2 separate regions of the Pan troglodytes genome follow, and region 1 is linked to region 2. A link is a contact called in public Hi-C data. All regions are on one chromosome and are shown on one strand. Each heading gives the region's core, a stretch centred on a gene start, on an enhancer-like site or on the middle of the called end of the contact. The rest is flanking DNA. Distances are from core to core; before and after follow the strand shown. Region 1 holds the start of SLC39A11 (solute carrier family 39 member 11). Region 2 overlaps SLC39A11 (solute carrier family 39 member 11).

Region 1 (4,601 bases), core at 1,316-3,815, 390 kb after region 2:
CGATTGGCCCTGGAAAGAAACCATGGCAGAGTGTGGACACAGCCCTTGTGCCAAGCGGCTCAGCAACACACCCAGGCTCAAACCTAGGAAGGGTATAGGTCCAGGTGAGCCCAGGTGAGCCCTGGCTCAGCCCCTGTGCCAGAAACTCTGAGATAAATAGCATCTATGGAATCAGACTCTAGTTCCCGCACTCTGAACGAACTGCACCAACTGTGAAAACTGTGACCACGCCAATTAAAGAAAAAAAAATCATTTTTAAAAAACTACTACCCTTTACCTCCGTCATCGTGCTAAGCCACCCTAAAAAGAGGGGTTGGTCTTTGTTTTTAAACCAAGCCATCTGGACCATTACACCAATCATCTATTCCGAGTTGCTGTGGATAAAATTTCAAACAGCATTTACAAAGAACAGCACGAAGGGATCATCCTCTCCGTACTTATCATCCAAGGCAGGGCACAACAAAAACACCTTTCTTTCCTGTATTTGAATGTGCCTCTTGACAGCTACAGAAGAGAGCAAACAATTTACATTTGCCAACAGGCCAAAGTCAATGTGGATCTTGTGGGCTGGTGAACAGAACAGAGGGAGCTCGTGGGTGTTCCTGGTGGTTAGTGGGATAGGGAAACACCCGTCTAAGCCTGTCCCCATGTATATCTGAGCACCCTCCTGAGTAAGAAAAAGGGACACAGAGGGAAGACCGAGGCCACCATCCTTTCCATCCCAACAGGAGCAGCATTGATCACGGGCAATGCAAGCCCAGTGCCCCTCGGAGAAGTTTCTTCTCTATTTGCTGTTTTAAATCCTCGCTACAAGGGTGGTCAGAGAACCAGCAGCACTGGTCCGGCTTGGGAGCTAGTTAGGAATGCAGAAACTCAGGTCTCACCCCAGACTTTCTGAATCAGGGTCTGCATTTTGTGGAATTCCATGGGGGATTCTTATGCACATTAAACTGTGGAAAGCAAAAGATTAAAACTGGTAAAACTTGGCCAGGCGCAGTGGCTCATGCCTGTAATCCCAGCACCTTGGGAGGCCAAGACGGGCAGATCACCTGAGGTCAGGAGTTCGAGACCAGCCTGGCCAACACGGTGAAACCCCATCTCTACTAAAAACACAAAAATTACTCGGGCGTCGTGGTGTGTGCCTGTAGTCCCAGTGCCTGTAGTCCCCGCTACTCGGGAGGCTGAGGCAGGAGTAATCGCTTGAACCCGGGAGGCGGAGGTTGCAGTGAGCCGAGATCGCGCCACTGCACTCCAGTCCGGGTGACAGAGCAAGGCTCTGTCTCAAAAAAAAATAAAAATACATAAATAAATAAAACTGGTAAAACTTCTACAATACCAAGAGCTTAGAAAATGAGTTCTCCTGCCCCATGTGGGATTGGCAAGAGCAAAGAAGAGTCCCAAAAGAACAGAAAGTTTTCTGCAGAGTCTCAAGAGAAGAAAAAGTTTCTGGCAGAGTCCCAAGACAACAAGAAGTTTTCTCTAACCGGCAGACCAGTAACAACTTTAGGACACAGCATCTCCATCACAGCTTACACAATGGGGCTCAGACTTCCTCACGATGGGGATATTAATTCCATCAACCCTGATTCGTTAGCGGCAGGGAGAATCATTCTCTGACCGTTCCAACTTTTCACATGCCAACAGCCTGTAGACTTGTACACACCTGCCACAGCAGCACATGGGCATTCCCGGCTGATTGATACAGGTTTGTTTTCTTTATTTCCTTTCTCCCCCTTTTAAACCTGTTGTTCCGCTTCCAAGAGTCAGTTCAAGAGGATGGTGAAGTTGCAGAAGTGGAAACAGCACTAGGGCTGCTGGGCCTTAGTGGAGCTGCACACACATGCCCTAACTCCACGAGGGGGAATCCAGCAGAAGGAATCAGGTCTGGGCGGAGAGGACTGTGGAAAAGTTCTCTAATGCCTCGCTACTCAAAGCGTGGTCCGCGGACCACCCAACCTGGGAATTGGTTAGAAATGCACACTGTCACGCCCCACCCAGACCTGCTGCAAGTTAACCAGATTCCCAGTCAAGTTCCAGAGGTCCAGCTAACAGCCAGAGCAAGTGGGAGGGGCCTGGGAGCAGCTGGAATTGTAGCTGCCTCTGCTCCCAGGAATCCCGGGTACCCCCACACACCGCCTTGGAAGGGACGAACGAAGAGGATTTGGGTTAGGACTGTAAAAGGAAGGCATGTCATTGCCTTCCAGATCACCCTGCAGAGGGACATAGCCGGGGTCCGGGGACTTCCTTCCCACCGCCCCTCACCCTCCCACCCCGCCCCGCCACCTGCCAAAGCCTCCAATTTCTCCTCCAAACCCCTCCTCTCTCCAGGCGTACCCCCTTCCAAGCTCCAGGTGGCTGCCCTTCCAAGTCCCACACTCTTGTCCTGATGGCCCCCGACCCCGGGCCTCGAGCCCAACCAAAGGCACCGAAGGAGAGAAAAGCCAACTCACTAGGGTGCCCTCTCCAGCCCCCACTGCACTTCCATCAGCCCCCGCTGCCACTCGCTCGCCGGCTCCACTCCCGCAGTCACTTCCTGCTTCCCTCCCGCACACGTGGCCCTCCCGCCTCCGGGCCCCGCCCCCTTGGCCGCAACTGGCAACTCCCGCCTGAAGAATAGATTCTCTGGTTCACAGCCGTCTGCAGGCTCAGGAACAGATCTGGGCGGGCAGAACAGAGCCCTGAGGCCAAGAGCCCAGCAGTCTGCGAGTGACTGCAGCCCTAGGGGAAGCTACAAACACCCAAGGAAAGAGCCCTTTGTAACACCCCTGATGTTACTTATGCTTCTACACCTTTGGCAGCCAGGTCCATGCCACTGGGTGCGCAGCAGAGCAGGATGTGCTGTGTGTGTGTTGCGGGAGAGGCTGGGGGCGGGTAATGTGATGGCATCAGCATCATTCTCCAGTCAATGACCCTCAAAAGAATCACTGGAGGGGGTCAAACACAAAATGCCAGCACCCCCAGAGGCTCTGGTTCCGTCATTCTGGGTGGGGCTGGCATTTTGGGATTTTTTTGTTTTTGCTTTTGTTTTTTTGAGATGGAGTCTCGCTCTTTCGCCCAGGCTGGAGTGCCGTGGCCCAATCTCGGGTCACTGCAGCCTCTGCCTCCTATGTTCAAGCGATTCTCCTGCTTCAGCCTCCCGAGTAGCTGGGATCACAGGTGCGTGCTGCCAAGCCCCGCTAATTTTTGTTCTTTTTTTTTTTTTTTTTTTTTTTTAGTAGGGACAGGGTTTCACCACGTTGCCCAGGCTGGCCTCGAACCCCTGACCTCAAATGATCCACTCGCGTGGGCCTCCCAAAGTGCTGGATTGTAGGCATGAGCCACCGCGCCTGGCCTGAGATCTTGTTTTGAGCTAGGAGTTGCTGATGCTGCTGTCCTGGGACCACCCTTTGAAAAGCACTGCCCTAGGTCAAAGGCTTTGATCTGCAGGACTTCTGTGAAAAGACCAGAGGATAGGATTGACTAGATTTAGCCAAAAACAAAACAAAACAAAATAAATAAATAAATAAATAAATAAATAAATAGAAACAAGATGCCTGGGCTGGGCGCTGTGGCTCACGCCTGTAATCCCAGCACTTTGGGAGGCCGAGGCAGGCGGATCACAATGTCCGGAGATCGAGACCATCCTGGCTAATACGGTGAAACCCCGTCTCTACTAAAAATACAAAAAATTAGCTGGGCATGGTGGCAGGCGCCTGTAGTCCCAGCTACTCAGGAGTCTGAGGCAGGAGAATGGCGTGAACCCGAGAGGCCGAGCTTGCAGTGAGCCAAGATCACGCCACTGCACTCCAGCCTGGGCAACAGAGCAAAACTCCATCTCAAAAAAAAAAAAAAAAAAGCCTGATTAAATTTGAATTTCAGAAAAATAACGTCATTTATTACTATAAATATGCCCCGGGCAATGTGTGGGACATACTTATGTTACAGGCATATTTGTTGTTGATCTGAAACTGAAACCCAGCTGAGTGTCCTGTGTTTTATTTGACAACATATCAGAGCATGACCTGAGCAGAAAAGCTACCCGTGGTCTCGATGGCCATAGCCCAAAGGGTCCAATAACAGGCCTCTTTCTTCCAGTGGAACTAGGTTGTTCACACTGACGGTCGCACCATATACCAAGCACTCCATGGGGAGGAGAAGACAGCCTGGCCACTGGAGGGTGGTCTTTGCCCTTAAAAGGCCCCCAGCTTGGAAGAGTCAAATCAGCCATTGCAATTCCACATAAGAGAGTATGTACAGGCACACAGAGACGCAATACCCATGTGGCACGGCCCATCAACTCATCTTCCAAAATGTCATACCTCTTCCCACACGCTGCAATAGCCATAAAATGACACAATATCTTAGACTCACTTCAAAATATGATGGAAGAGAAAAGTGGATGGAGTAGAGATTAAACAAAATTGGCCATGAATTAACCATTCTTAGGCTGGGCATGGTGGTTCACACCTGTAATCCCAGCACTTTGGGAGGACAAGGTGGGCAGATTGTTTGAGCCCAAGAGTTTGAAACCGGCCTGGGCAAAAAAGCAAGATCTCGTCGCTACAAAAAGTTTTTAAAAAGTAGCTGGACATGGTGGCAGATGGTAGCTGGGCCTGTAGTCC
Region 2 (4,704 bases), core at 814-3,313:
CTGGGGTGCATGACTTCAGCATCGCTCCTTATTCTGGAACTTACAGGACAGGTCACTCTTGCTCTGTAGCTCTCCCTCGGAGTGACCCTGCACATCGGCTGTCTAGGAGGTGAGGCTGGAGAAGTGAGTCATGACCGCAACGCCACCAGATCACCTCAGTACCACCTGTCTGGAGTTTTCCCTTCTTTCCCCCTTCCTGCCCCCGGTATCTCACTGCTGGGCGGCACTGGCAAGGGTTATGGTTCTTACCAAAGTAACACTCATCTGGAGCAACACTCAAAACCATCTTTAACAGAAATATTTTCTTCCAGTTAACACCGAATACAAAATCTCTATCTGTTCCTCACTGTGGATTCTTTACCTAGGCTTGCATTTCCTAATGAGCCAAATGAGGTGTGATTTTAAAGAAGCATCTGGGCTGAGGGCAGCAGCTCATGCCTGTAATCTCAGCATTTGGGGAGGCTGAGGCGGACGGATCTTTTGAGGTCAGGAGTTTGAGACCTGGTGAAACCCCGCCTCTACTAAAAATAGAAAAAAAAATTAACTGGGCATAGTGGCAGGCGCCTGTAATCCCAGCTACTCGTGAGGCTGAGGCAGGAGAATCGCTTGAACCTGGGAGGTGGAGGTTGCAGTGAGCTGAGATCAGGCCACTGCACTCCAGCCTGGGCAACAGAGCAAGACTCCATCTCAGGGGAAAAAAAGTGTCTGACAAATTGGAATTACTATAGTCAATGTTCAAAGGATTCATAATGGGAGATTAGACATTTTCACAACTGAGTTGACCCCATTTCCCACACGACTTTGGGGGAGAGTTTTGAAGACCTTGGGGTCACAGCCAGGCACGTCACTTAACAGCAGAGTGATAATTAAGAGCACAGGCTCTGGAGCTGGGCACCTGGGTTCAAATCCTAGAGGAGTCAAATTCATAGGGACAGAAAGTAGAATGGCAGCTGCCCCTCACTTGCTGTGTGCTCTTGGACACAGCCTGCTTCTGTAAAATGGGAATGATAATTTCCAGCTTTCTTGATTGTTCCATGATTGCTAGAGGCTGGCAGAGGAAGTTTATTCGCGGGCTTCTGAATCAGATGGAAGTAAGTCTTGAACTCCTGGCCTCAAGTGATCCTCCTGCCTCAGCCTCCCAAGTAGCTGAGATTACAGGCATGAGCCACCATGCCTGGCTAGACAGAAGTAAGTCAAATCCTGAATCTACCAGGTTCAGTGGCTCACGCCTGCAATCCTAGCACTTTGGGAGGCTGAGGCAGGCAGATCACCTGAGCTTAAGAGTTGAAGACCAGCCTTGGCAACATGGCAAAACCCCGAATCTACTAAAAATACAAAAAAAAAAAAAAAATTAGCCAGGTGTGATGGCACACGCCTGTAGTCCCAGCTGTTTGGGAGGCCGAGGCATGAGAATCACTTGAACCTGGGAGGTGGAGGTTGCAGTGGGCCAAGATCATGCCACTGCACTCCAGCCTGGACAACAGAGACTCTGTCTCAAAAAAAGCAATCCTGAATCTGCCTCTTACCAGAAGAATAACCTCTGAGCATTTCCCTTGCCTCCCGAGGCCCCATGGCCACATGTCCATACTGGGATGGCAGCAAGGACTGAGCAATGCATGTAAGCAGCACCAAGTGCCACATGTCCCCACGAGTGTGACACAAGCACCAGTGCTCCTGAGCTGCCTTTCTTGGCGTACCAAGCAGAATGTTTTAAAATGAAGACCCTGCCCCCCAGAACTAAACCGCACCCACAGCTCCCTCTGTAGTGGCCTGACCTTCCTCAGCAGGCTGCCCTGGAAGACAGAATTGCTTTCTTCCCCAAGTCGCTTGTAACAAGCTGTTGGGGAGGACGGACAGGGCAGCAGTGGGAACGGAGAAGAGAAAAGAAGTGTGCGTCATCTCCAGTGCCTGGGAAAGCCGCAAGGAAACCACACTGCCATTTTCAGAGAGCTTGGCGGGGCCCTCCCTCCCCCAAGGTCTGCTCCAGGCTAACAGAGTATACGTTGTGCAGAGACAGCTTCCTGTGCCAAGATGTCCAATCCCTGTCGCCAGGGACTTGGGTGGGGGTGGCTGGGGGCAGTGGCAGAGGAGGAAAGGGCCGCAGCATAAAAGCCCCTTGTGCTGCTCATGGAGGAGATGCTGCTGCCCAGCGGATGGGGGAGGGGCAGCACTGTCATCTTCCTTTTTGCTCTGAGAAGGTGACTTGTGTGGTTAGATGGAAGGGGCCCCCAAATGAGTCCAGGAAACTGGGGAGCAAAAGGGAAGCAGCTCGTGTGCTTGTGTGGTCTGGAGGGGCCGACCCTTGCCGTCGACACCCCTAGCACAGAGCTGACCACGCATTGCCTGGTTCTGGGTCCCGTGCAGAGCATAAAAGAGGTGACCCAGGCTCTGCTCCCAGGGAGGACACAGGAGAGAGAAAAACACCACACAACGAAGGCTGAGGACAAGGGCTGGGCAGTACCAGGGCCAGGGCTCATGAGCATGCACAGTCCATGCTGTGATAAGATGACAAAGTCAGCCTGGGAGGGCCTCGGGGGAAAGAGGGCAAAGGATGTGAAGGCCCCTTATATAGCACGGAGCTCTAGAAACAGGAGTAGAAGCAGTGGGAGGGCAGAGCAGCCAGGCACACTCAGAGACCCTGCTCCTGGACCTGGGCTCCGAGTAGCCAGGCACACTCACAGACCCTGCTCCTGGACCTGGGCCCCAAGTAGCCAGGCACACTCAGAGATCCTGCTCCTGGACCTGGGCTCCGAGTAGCCAGGCACACTCACAGACACTGCTCCTGGACCTGGGCCCCAAGTAGCCAGGCACACTCAGAGACCCTGCTCCTGGACCTGGGCCCCGAGGCTTGGATGTCAATTCCCTGCAGACAGTGGAAGCTACTTCTGAGACAGTTCTTCTCCTGGGGAGACAGGGAGTGGGGAGTGCTTGTCCTGGACCTGAGCGGAAACAGAAACGGGCTGGCCATCTAGCTGTAGGATGTGTCATGGGTGTGCCAGGAAGCAAGAGCAGTAGCTTCACCATAGACAGTGCTACCTACCATCCACCAGGCTCCACTCAGGGAGCTTTTCCTAGAGAAATTCAGTTCATGGTCAGAACAATCCACTGAGGTAGATACTATTATTCTCATTTTGCATATTAGGAAACAGAGGCACATAAGAAAAGCAATGCATCAAGGTCATAGACCCAGTTGATGAAAGAGCCAGGATTTGAACCCAGGGAGTCAAGCCCCAGAATCCATGGTCTTATATAGCATCAATACTGCCTATTCATCCCCCGAACACATACAGTGAGGTATGAGGGGGTCTGCAGTAAGTTAAACTTGATAGGAAACAAGACCCACCCACTCCCCCAGGCTCTCCCACTTAGCTTCTCCTCCTGCCTGGCCAGGTCGCCTCATAGCCTAGAACACCCCAAAAGAGGTAGGTTCTGGGGCCAGAGACTAGACTAGGCACAGACTTGACTGCTGTCCCTGGCATTTTTTTTTTTTTTTTTTTTTTAAGTTTTGAGACAAGGTCTTGCTCTGTTGCCCAGGCTGAAGCGCAGCGGCGCGATCTCGGCTCACTGTAACCTCTGCCTGCTGGGTTCAAGTGATTCTCCTGCCTCAGCCTCCTGAGTAGCTAAGATTACAGATGCATGCCACCATGTCCGGCTAATTTTTGTATTTTTACTAGAGACGGGGTTTCACCATGTTGGCCAGGCTGGTCTCGATCTCCTGACCTCAGGTGATCTGCCCACCTCACCCTCCCAAAAGTGTTGGGATTACAGGCAAGAACCACCACGTCCGGTCTTGACTGCTGCCCTTACTAGCTACGGGGCTGTGGACGAGAGGCATCTCAGCGCCTCAATTTTCTACATCTGTAAAACAGGGCTCACCTTGGGTCCATGTGTGATGATTCAAGAGAATGAAGGTAAAAGACAGCACAGGACTGGGCACACAACAAGCACTCAGCAGAGCTCCCCTACATAACACTCATCATTACTGTGGTCCACGGACCAAGATGCAGGATGTGGCCCTGAGAAAGGCCCTTGTCATGATGATGCTTCTGTGTTTGAGAAACAGAACTTTAAAAGTTAAAATTGGCTGGGGGTGGTAGCTCATGCCTGTAATCGCAGCACTTTGGGAGGACGAGGCAGGCGGATCACTTGAGTTCAGGAGTTTGAGAGCAGCCTGGCTAACATGGCAAAACCCCATCTCTACTAAAAATACAAAAATTAGCTGGATGTGGTGGTGCATGCCCGTAATCCCAGCTACTCAGGAGGCTGAGGCAGGAGAATCGCTTGAACCTGGGAGGCAGAGGCTGCAGTGAGCAGAGATGACGCCACTACATTCCAGCCTGGGCAACAGGCAAGCCTCCATCTCAAAAAAAAAAAAAAAAAAAGTATACCCTGTAACTCAGCTGTGAATTAAAAAATTATCTTTTTCCCTCGGATATTATTCTGTCCCAGGGCCCCCATTTACGTGAAGTAGCCAAAGAAAAAAAAATTGGTCAATCCAAAGGAATTCAGTATCTTCCAGTATCAATTTCTTTTCCATGCTAATGATTCTCTTTTTGGATAATACTTGGGAATTCAAGAATCGAGATCCCTCCTAGGGCTGTGACTTCCTTCTCTCAAAAAGACTCCCCTTCCCTCCCTGCCCTCCTCTCCTTGATGGCTTCTGCACACAGGGAAAGACAACAGGGAAGCAAAAGTCAAGGGAAC

The links. A called contact is a pair of places that touch in the nucleus more often than the background predicts.
Region 1: a Hi-C map of stem cell-derived neural progenitor cells shows a contact between it and region 2, with 2.3 times the contacts expected there. The contact joins the promoter of SLC39A11 here to the enhancer-like site in region 2. A contact is called at or near these places in 1 of 7 Hi-C or Micro-C datasets (stem cell-derived neural progenitor cells) and 1 of 1 datasets of contacts at active chromatin or transcription factors (stem cell-derived excitatory neurons).

Annotation. Positions count from the first base shown.
Region 1 is chr19:86,069,434-86,074,034 of NHGRI_mPanTro3-v2.0_pri, forward strand. It overlaps SLC39A11 (solute carrier family 39 member 11), which reads right to left and starts at 2,566. Exons shown (of 10, transcript XM_001167322.6): 1 at 2,451-2,566.
Region 2 is chr19:85,677,513-85,682,216 of NHGRI_mPanTro3-v2.0_pri, forward strand. All of the region lies in intron 7 of SLC39A11 (solute carrier family 39 member 11), which reads right to left. Among named protein-coding and RNA genes, the nearest start is that of SLC39A11, 390 kb to the right of the region's middle. Within about 2 kb of position 2,064, at least 4 of the 24 cell types and tissues checked have an H3K27ac peak or open chromatin away from gene starts, as enhancers often do. A contact at or near this core is called in stem cell-derived neural progenitor cells, where this site is marked.